Linked DNA regions of Mus musculus: region 1 is linked to region 2. Evidence: chromatin contacts called from public Hi-C data. All regions are on one chromosome and are shown on one strand. The core of a region is the stretch at or near the end of the contact, and the rest is flanking DNA. Distances in the headings are between cores, read along the strand shown. Region 1 has its middle 79 kb from the start of Ostf1. Region 2 has its middle 310 kb from the start of Gm22880.

What was found. A called contact is a pair of places that touch in the nucleus more often than the background predicts.
Region 1: a Hi-C map of liver shows a contact between it and region 2, with 3 times the contacts expected there. The contact joins two enhancer-like sites. A contact is called at or near these places in 2 of 484 Hi-C or Micro-C datasets (liver and nephron progenitors).

The regions. Positions count from the first base shown.
Region 1 is chr19:18,550,421-18,555,178 of GRCm38.p6, forward strand. No RefSeq gene overlaps it. Among named protein-coding and RNA genes, the nearest start is that of Ostf1, 79 kb to the right of the region's middle. Within about 2 kb of position 1,326, at least 1 of the 459 cell types and tissues checked has an H3K27ac peak or open chromatin away from gene starts, as enhancers often do. A contact at or near this core is called in liver, where this site is marked.
Region 2 is chr19:18,174,125-18,179,422 of GRCm38.p6, forward strand. No RefSeq gene overlaps it. Among named protein-coding and RNA genes, the nearest start is that of Gm22880, 310 kb to the left of the region's middle. Within about 2 kb of position 1,892, at least 7 of the 459 cell types and tissues checked have an H3K27ac peak or open chromatin away from gene starts, as enhancers often do. A contact at or near this core is called in liver, where this site is marked.

The DNA.
Region 1 (4,758 bases), core at 76-2,575, 380 kb after region 2:
TTGAGGGACATCTGGGTTCTTTCCAGCTTCTGGCTATTATAAATAAGGCTGCTGTGAACATAATGGAGCATGTGTCCTTGTTATATGTTGGAGCATCTTCTGGGTATATGCCCAGGAGTGGTGTAGCTGGGTCCTCAGGTAGTACTATGTCCAATATTCTGAGAAACCATCAGTCTGATTTCCAGAGTGGTTGTGCCAGCTTGGATTCCTACCAGCAATGGAGAAGTGTTCCTCTTTCTCCACATCCTCACCAGCATCTGTTGTCCCCTGAGTTTTTGATAGTAGCCATTCTAACTGGAGTGAGGTGGGATCTGAGGGTTGTTTTGATTTGCATTTCCCTGAAGACTAAGGATGTTGAACATTTCTTTGGCGCTTCTCAGGCATTCAATATTTCTCAGTTGAGAATTCTTTGTTTAGCTCTGTAGTCCATTTTTAATGGGGTTATTTGGTTCTCTGGAGTCTAACTTCTTGAGTTCTTTGTATACACTGGATATTAGCCCTCTGTGAGGGAAAGGACCGGTAGATCTTTTCCCAATTTGTTGGTTGCTGTTTTGTCCTATTGACAGTGTCCTTTGCCTTACAGAAGCTTTGCAATTTTATGAAGTCCCATTTGTTGATTGTTGATCTTAGAGAATAAGCTATTGTTGAACTTTTCCCCTGTGCCCATGTTTTCAAGGTTCTTCCCCCACTTTCTCTTCTATTAGTTTCCATGTATCTGGTTTTAAGTGGAAGTCCTTGATCCACTTGGAACCAGCTCCTGGTTTTGTTGATTCTTTGTATAGTTCCTTTTCTTTCTACTTGGTTGACTTCAGCCCTGAGTTTGATTATTTCCTGCCATCTACTCCTCTTGGGTGTATTTGCTTCCTCTTGTTCTAGAGCTTTCAGGTGTGCTGTCAAGCTGCTAGTGTATGCTCTCTCTAGTTTCTCTTTGGAGGCACTCAGAGCTATGAGTTTTCCTCTTAGCACTGCTTTCATTGTGTCCCATAAGTTTCACTCTCATTAAACTCTAAAAAAGTCTTTAATTGCTTTCCTTATTTCTTCCTTGAACAAGTTATCATTGAGTGGAGCGTTGTTCAGCTTCCATGTGTATGTGGGCACAAATGACTCCTCTGATCCGACTTGCCTTTGAATGATTGATTAACCTCTGGCTACTATGCTTCTCCCAACTCCACTAATCACCATCGGCACTTTTGTAACATTCTTACATGCCACAAAAAAATACTTACAGATCCTACCAATGAGTTAACTATCAATTATATGAATGACACTGGACCACAGTCTTAAGAGGATTAAAAAACATAAGCAGAGCACATTGTCCTCTGGGTCACCAGTTTATGAAAAGTGAAAGTATTTCAAAAGTGTGTCAATACTACTCTAAACATTAACTCTAGTAGGGTCAGTTTTATTTAGAAAAAGAACCAAATAATGACATTTGGTGTTTTTGTTTTTGTTTTCTTTTCATTTTCAAGATACTTTCTATTAGCATATATTCATTATATACAATAACGGGTTTCATTGTACCATATTGATACTATGTATATGATGAACTCTAATTATGCCTACTGTCCCCCTGTTATACTCCTTATAGTTCCCTGGTCTCCTTCCTAAAACATGTTCCTTTCACTTTTTTGTCTTTTGCTAAAATATTTTTAATATATTTTTCATTAGATATTTTCTTCATTTACATATCAAATGCTATTCCCTTTCCTAGTTTCTCCTCCAAAAACCCCCTAGCTACTCCCTCCTCCCTTCTCCCCAACTCACCCACTCCTACTTCCTGGCCCTGGCATTCCCCTATACTGGGGCATAGAATCTTCGCAAGACTAAGGGCCTCTCCTCCCACTAATGGCCAACTAGGCCATCCTCTGTTACATATGTTACATGAGTCCCACCATGGGTTTTCTTTGATTGGTGGTTTAGTCCCAGGGAGTTCTGGGGGTACTGGTTAGTTCATATTGTTACTCCTTCTATGGTGCTGCAAAACCCTTCAGCTCCTGGGGTACTTTCTCTAGCTCCTTCATTGGGGACTCTGTGCTCCATCCAAAGGTTGACTGTGAGCATCAACTTCTGTATTTGCCAGGCACTGGCATAGACTCACAGGAGACAGCTATATCAGTGTCCTGTCAGCAAAATCTTTTTGGTGTCTGCAATAGTGTCTGGGTTTGGTGGTTGTTTATGGGATGGATCCCCAGGAGGGGCAGTTTCTGGATTGTCATTCCTTCAGTCTCAGCTCCAAACTTTTTTGTCTCTGTAACTCCTTCCATGGGTATTTTATTCCCCCTTCTAAGAAAGATCAAACTGTCCACACTTTGGTCTTCCTTCTTCTTGAGTTTCATGTGTTCTTCACATTGTATCTTGGGTATTCTAAGTTTCTGGGCTAATATCCACTTATTAGTGAGTACATATCATGTATGCTCTTTTGTGATTGGGTTACCTCACTCAGGATGATATCCTCGAGATCCATCCATTTGCCTAAGAATTTCATAAGCTCATTGTTTTTAATAGCTGAGTAGTACTCCATTGTGTAAATGTACCACATTTTTTTTTATCCATTCCTCAGTTGAGGGACATCTGGGTTCTTTCCAGCTTCTGGCTATTATAAATAAGGCACTATGAACATAGTGGAGCATGTGTCCTAAATAAGGACATTTGTAATCTGGGCAGAAGATGTGAGAATCTGGTCACAGGAGGTAGCAGGACATCATCTAAATCTTGAAAGGATTAAACATTATGATGTAGAATTAGGAAGGAGGAGTGGGAAGGACAATTTAGAAATGGGAAAGGTGTCGGGAAAGGTGTACGGGGGTGTGTGTGGGCATGTGCAAGTACGTGTTCAAGTGGATGCATGTGGGGGTGAAAGAGGGAGAACAGTGAAGGGAGAGAGAAGTGGGAAGGGAGAAGAAGGGGGAGAGAGGGAGAGAGACAGAAAGAGGGAGAAGGGAAGAGAGGGGAGAGAAAAGGAATGTTCTAGATTGTCTATAACACAGGCACATATAAGAACCAAGAGACCTAGTATAGCAGACCCAAATGCAGGCACAAGGGCTCTCCCATGCCAAGCAGAAAGCTCTGTACTCATCTTTCCTACTGGGTGGGACCAGTCAGCATGAAGATGACACGAACATTGACAATAAAGACGCTTTCTCAGGAAGAGGAGGAGTGATGGGAAAGTGGAGACAAGACAAGGATGCAAGAGAGAAGGCCACCAATGTTTAAAGGGTGAGAAGAGCAAAAAGAAAAGAATCTTAGTGAAATTTAGGAATGGGACAGAACAACAAATGAAAAGCAGGATAGTGGTCAAAATGGTGTGGGGGGCACAGGATGAGGTGTGTGCAATGGTGCCAACTGTAGTGCAACACTGATTCAAGGAGATGACAAAGAGCCCAAGGGAAATGGAAGCAAGGCAGCAAGAGAAACAAGGTGAGTGCACATTTCTAACCTTCTACAGACATTGCAGTTGTTTAGTAGATGTGAATAGCGAGACAGTTTATTGCTAGAAGACCTAAAGAGATACTTTATTGGTGTTATACTATATTTTTTAATTAGGCAGGAGCCTGGTTTGAAATGAAGCCACATTTTAACCTTCTGTATTTTATTGAAATTAGGTTTTAATGGAAATGATATGAATCTCTGGGCTTTCAGAACTGTTGGTTTTATTAGAGTTACTTGAGAGTAAGTATAAATTCAGGCTGACAGCAAATGTTTCCCAAGAATGTTATCTCTGTATATTATAGCACTGGTTGTTATTTACTGTGGTTTAAGAGCAATAAGGTCTATACATTATTATCATCCCAAACTTACCTTGCTCCAAACTCTTACCAGCCTACTGTTAAAACAAAGAGATCTCTGAGTTATAGTAAATTTCAGAGATGTTAATACTTATCCCTACTTTCTTCCCTGCCAGCAACCAGTCAAAGCCCAAGGTGAAGCAAGCTCAATCAGCAGCTCATAGATATCTACCTAAGAGGTTTAGTCCTCTCCTGCCAAATAGCTTAGAAGATGCTTCCAAATTCCAGAACACAGCCCATCGAGATGCCCTGCCTTCTCCTGGCCCCACTTGTCCTTCTGCTTCTCTGTATCCAAACCTTACACAGGAGGAGGGCCAGTTCTCAGAACCACGACTTTCCCAAACTGGCTTTCCTAGCTCTTGATTTCAAAAGCAATAAATTTAATATTTGTTTTTGGTTTAGTTTTGCTTTGTTTGTTTTTTGTTTGTTGCAATTTTTTTCATAATCAGCTCTCTGTCAATTTGTCTCCGTCATACAAAGGTGAATCGCAAGCTACATTAGACAGACACTGGCATTAAAAAAACTGTCTGGGGAAAGTTTTAGTTTATAGATCCAATCATCTTCTTGCCGCTTAAGCAAACAGAACAGTGGAAGCAACGGAGGAAAGGGGGAAGAAGGAGAAAAGAGGAGGAAGCAGCCAGCCAATCACCTGCATCTCACATCACAACATGTCTTTTCAAATTCATTATTGATAGGATATGTCCACAGTTGTACTTGTCTATCTTCCAATGCCCAAAGGCTTCAGCCTGCTTTATTTAATTTTATCTAGCAAGGTTTTTCTACCTATATTAGTCAATTAGGAAAAACCTTACTAAATAAATTTTTTAAATTTTTTCATTAATTATAGTCAAATAAGTTGACATTTTTCCAACCAATTGTATGAAAATAATTTTCGCCAAGATACTCACAAGTTTAAATAAGTAATATCAATCCCTGAAAACATCTGAATGTGGTTTTAGATGGTGAGGAACTA
Region 2 (5,298 bases), core at 642-3,141:
ACAGACAAATCCCTGAATTTATTGTCACAAACAAACAATTATAAAAGAATACCCCAGCCCGGCATGGTGGCGCACGCCTTTAATCCCAGCACTCGGGAGGCAGAGGCAGGCGGATTTCTGAGTTCGAGGCCAGCCTGGTCTACAAAGTGAGTTCCAGGACAGCCAGAGCTATACAGAGAAACCCTGTCTTGAACCCCCCCCCCCAAAAAAAAGAATATCCCTTAGTAAAAATGAGAAGCATGTGAAATACCATGTCAGTCAACAAATACCACATATTTCTTATTCAGCTGGCCTGACATGGAATATGCTAACTGTGCCCTGTGTCTCCAAGAGGCATCAGGACCTCTCTAAGAACAGAAACACCAAACAACATTTCGGTAAGAGTTTTCCAGAAGACATGGCTGAAGGCAGCTGCTCCTCTGTGTAGGGTAGAATTGAACTCTCCATTTTGCATCTGCATGTTGGTCAACCCTTTTCATCCCTTCAAGAGAAGGAAACCCTGTCTTTCTCAGAAAAGTAATCGAGACGTTTAAAGGCATTGTGCTGTAAAGTTTGTGCTTCTAAGTGTATTTATCAAGGCAGTCTCCTGTTTATATCGCGTGAAAAATACAGCACCAGGTGGGCAACCCTAGCCTTATGGATGTAGCAGTAGAGAAGGCAATAATAAGCAAGCAACTATACAAATAAGCATAAGACTAAAATTAGGGTAAACACTGTGTACAAAATATTGCTGTGAACTGTTATCATTGGGAAATTCCATGAGCTTCAAAGCACTGAGGAAGATGATACCAGGGGATACCTTAGTCACCTGAGATCCAAGAATGAATGGGAAGGAAGCTGTGCAGAGCCATTAGCCAGCAGTCTCATCACAGGAAAACTAATTTCCATGCTTTGCTGAAGCCCACTTTATGTGTGCTCATTTCTCAGTGGGAGAAAAATTGACCCTCCATACTTATCACAATTTAGCCAATTTTTAATTCCACAGACCTTTCACTATGAAAATCCTCTGAACTTATGTTAGAGTGCTCTGGACAAGCTCTTGACAGCTCTAAAATATCCCCACTTTCCAGTCGTTCTATTCAACGTGACGTGACTTGATCTCATGACCTAAGAGGCTTTGGGTCATGTACACCAAATTCTCCTGTCCCCAGCTTCAGGTACTGCTGATTGAAAGCCCTCCATACAATTCGGAAGATGCCAGGGCTTTTAGCCCAGCAGTTCCCATTGTCCAAGTTCTTGGCCTATACAGGCTTATTATAGAATTAGGTCATGTAATCTAGCTTGGCCAGGCAAAGAGGTACCTTTTCTTGACCCCCATGGTAGCTTTGCTTCAGGAAATTTCCTAAAACATACTGGGAAAAAGAATGAAAAATGACAAACATTTTTTTTAACAATGATGTTTGTCTTCAACATAGACTCTCTTCAAGTAAACAAATACCTATACCTTTCAGTAATAAGATCATTTGTCCCTTTTATCTTAGTGAACTTTGAGTTAGGCTATATATTAGCAGTCACTGATTATGTGTTTGAGTAAAAACTATGGAAAATACTGATCAAAATCCTGAAGTATCACCTAGAAAGTAGGATCACCACATCACATTGTAAAAACAGTGAGGTGCCAAATCCTCTAGTCAAAGACCCCTAGAACGTAGCTGTGGCTGAGCTCATTAAAGGGCAAGGAAGGAGACATAAGACAGTGTGAGTGTCCCAAGAAAATATAGCAGAAAGATCTCATGGTAACTTGGGGGAAGGGTTGAAGGAAACCTGCTCTCTCTGGATGGAAGTCTATCAGCAAGAGAATTCAATTGGCTATTTCAATAGCTCATTCTCTAGGGAAGACTGAATGGAGAGAGATAAAGCTGTACTTGGTAGAGTCAGCAGTCTCTCATACTGAGCCAAGAAGCAGAGTGTAAATATTTGGAGTCTTGTGTGTTGCGCAGACGTTTTCTTCTCTGTACTTTGATATACCTGTGAAGTAGTCTGAATTTTCTCAGGATATCATGGGCTATATGTGACCTTGTCTAGCATTGGTTTTATGTGATTGTTCAAGTCCAGTCTCAGAACAGCCTGGGCCATTGTTTGGGCCAGCTAACATTAACCAGCAGTCAGCGTCTTACTAGTTCCTAGATGTTAAGACTGCTTCTTTCTCAGACACTCCGTGATGAGTACAGTGAGGGCAGCAGAGACCCTTTCAGCATGAACTTTGGCATGACTGATCCTATCCACGCACACACAGGAAGCACTGTTTTGTACAGCCCAGTGAACTCTATTTTTGGAAGAAGCTCCAGGGGCCAAATTCCAATTCCAGGAGGAAAGCTGCAAAGTCCACTTGAGCACTATGGCATACACACACACACACACACACACACACACACACACACACACACATACACACACACACACTTAGCAACAGCCAGTCAGGTTATAACAGCAGAGTCAAGGTACATATAACCTAAGACACCCTCCAGAAAATAGATAACCTAGGCATACTGTTTGTCAAGTGGTTTTACCACCATGTTTGCTTCTTGCAGATTATGCCAGAAATGCAGTTTTAAAAATATTAATTTGCTGACCTGTGTGGAAATTCCCCAAGCTTGCTATAACCACAATAATCACTCTGTACCTTCAGACTCGAGGTTCTCACTTTTGACCAGCTGCTGTGGTGACAGTAAGAGTCCTTGCTTGTAAGCTTGTAACAAAGACCCTTATGTGTTTGCACCAGAATTAGCTCCTCAGTGATCTTTAGAGTCCCTGCAATTTGGGCATAACGAGAATTGGCTGGGAGCCCTAAAACCCCAGGACTCTCAACTGAAGTGTTGGAAGGCTGGCTGCTAAGGTGACATCTCATTGTTTGACTTTGTGTCAGTGCTCTTTCTGTCAGATTTGTGTCTATGTGCCTTGGCTGTCAGATTTTTCTTGATTATTTGTGGTAAGAGATGATTAAAGTAGATGTGGAACCCCACTACAGTGAACATGAGCTGGAGAATTGTAGCCATGGGGGCTTGGAAGATGTTCCAGAGTCAGGCATAGGTGACAGGGTGCCCCTGATATTAATTTTTGGGTAGGACGGAATGGTCATAGAACCCCACTACAAGGCTTATGGCTGCCATCCTGTCTTCATTTTCTCCTCTGTACAAGTGGAGGAATCTGCCATCTTGTCTTTACCACCCCCTTGTGCTTTTCCATTTTGTATGTGGCACTTTACTATTTTGTGACTGAGATGGATGAAGTGGGACACACTTCTATCCCCAATCGACTTGTTCTTAGGTCAAGCTCCAAAGACACAATTTGTCAATAAAGGTTAGAAAAGGGAAGATGTAGAGCATTTGTAAATATGAATGGTCTGCTTATAATGTAGGATGGCCCCTTGAAAGTACCTTCCAGATAGATATAATCTAGGAAGTACTCAGAAAGGATTTTGCACATCGGATGGGACATCCCAACCAAGTGCCCTTTATTGTGGCCTGTAAGGACTTAGTTACTAACCTCCAACTTGGATTAATCCTTCTTACCAACAGGGCCTAGACCTACTGCATTGGCTGTGACAGAACACTCTCAGAGACAATAGCCAGGATAGAACCTGGCTGTGCTAAATTCTCAACCTCTTCCTACCCTGTTTTACAGGGTGGAATGGGCAAAGGTCTCTTTTTTCCCTTCCCTATCAAGCTCCTTCCCAATCCATACAGGACCCTACCATAGAAGCAGCTGCACTGGAATCCCTGGCCGCAGCCACAGAGCCTTCCTGGGTGGAAGAGCTGGGACCCACACGAGTTACTGGGAGTAGAAAGGGGGAACCCCAGAAGAAGGTACAGTTGGGCCTGACTCTACAGCCCTGTCTGAGAGCTGTTGCCCAATCCCTCCCAAGACCAAGGAAACCAGCCTCATCTCTATTGGCCCTTTGCTACTAGTGACACGTATAATTAAAAATCTCAGATCGGCCCCTGCTTGCCTTGATAATCCTGCTAGAAACTGTTCTTTTTAACCCATCAACCCATTTTGGATGACTGTCAGCAACTATTACAGGTCCTCTTTGTAACACAAGAGAGAGAGTCTCCAGAAAGAGGCCAGAAATTGGTTCCTAGTGACATGGTGGTCCCTACCACCGACCTTGTTCTAATCAAGGATGGATTCCCCTCCACTCACCCTGATTGGGATTATAATACTGCTGAAGATAAGAGGAGACTCCTTGTTCACTGCCAGACTCTATTGGGGTGTCTCAAGCCTGTGGCTTACAAGCCACACTGTTGGTCAAGCCAATATGATCAAGGTATATAATATTAGACACGGACAGGAAAAGAGCCAAGATGCCTTCTTTGAGAGAGTCACGGAAGCATTTAGGCAATATACTCCTATAAATCCTGTGTCCCAGGAAGCAAAGGCAACAGTGGCCATGGCTTTTACTAACCAGTCTGCCTCATATATTCCCAGAAAATTGTAGAGACATGAAAGAGTGAGAGAAAAGTCTCCAGGATTTATTGGTCTGGCAGAAAAGGCTTTGTACAATAGGAAGAGTGCTGAGGAAAAACAGGTAAAGGCCAAGAAGAGGCAGAATCAGAGCCTTGTTAAGATCGTGTTAGCAAAGCTGAGCCTGGGGACTGGAGGAGACACCTCAAACAGCTGACTAAAGATGAAGGTAAGAGAGGACCTAGATGTCCATTCGTCCCAGGCTAAGCAAAAACCAATGTGCCTATTGTAAAGAAGAGGGCCATTGGGCCATGAGTGTCCCAAAAAATGGGAGGATGAGAGAGGTAGTGCCAACTATAGCAATCAGGACGACAGTGACTAGGGAGAACGGGGCTTGGTTTCCCTCCCTGAGCCTGGGGTAAACCTGGGTGGAGGGGAAGCCGACTGAATTTATGGTGGACATGAGAACCCAGGACTCAGTTCTTCTACAAGCAGCTGGATGCTTGTCCACCAAGACATCTTGGGTATAGGGAGCTACAGGATGAAACAATATGCAGGAAAAACTCAAAGAAAAGTGGACTTTGGTGTGGAATGAGTATCCCACTCTTTTCTAGTAATCCATAGCTGTCCATACCCACTTTTGGGGTGTGACTTATTAACCAAGATGGGGGCACAAAACCATTTTACCACTGAAGGAACCAATGTATTGAATGGGACAGGTCATCTCATTCCAGTGTTGACTGTGGGACTTACTGATAAATACAGGTTGCTCATGACTCCCAGAGAACCAATCCTGGCTATGGTGATTCCTGTCCTCACAGGCTGAAACAGGCAGGATGGGACTAGCCAAACATTGGCTCTGTGTGTTCGTGGAGCTCAAACCAGGGGTGGATC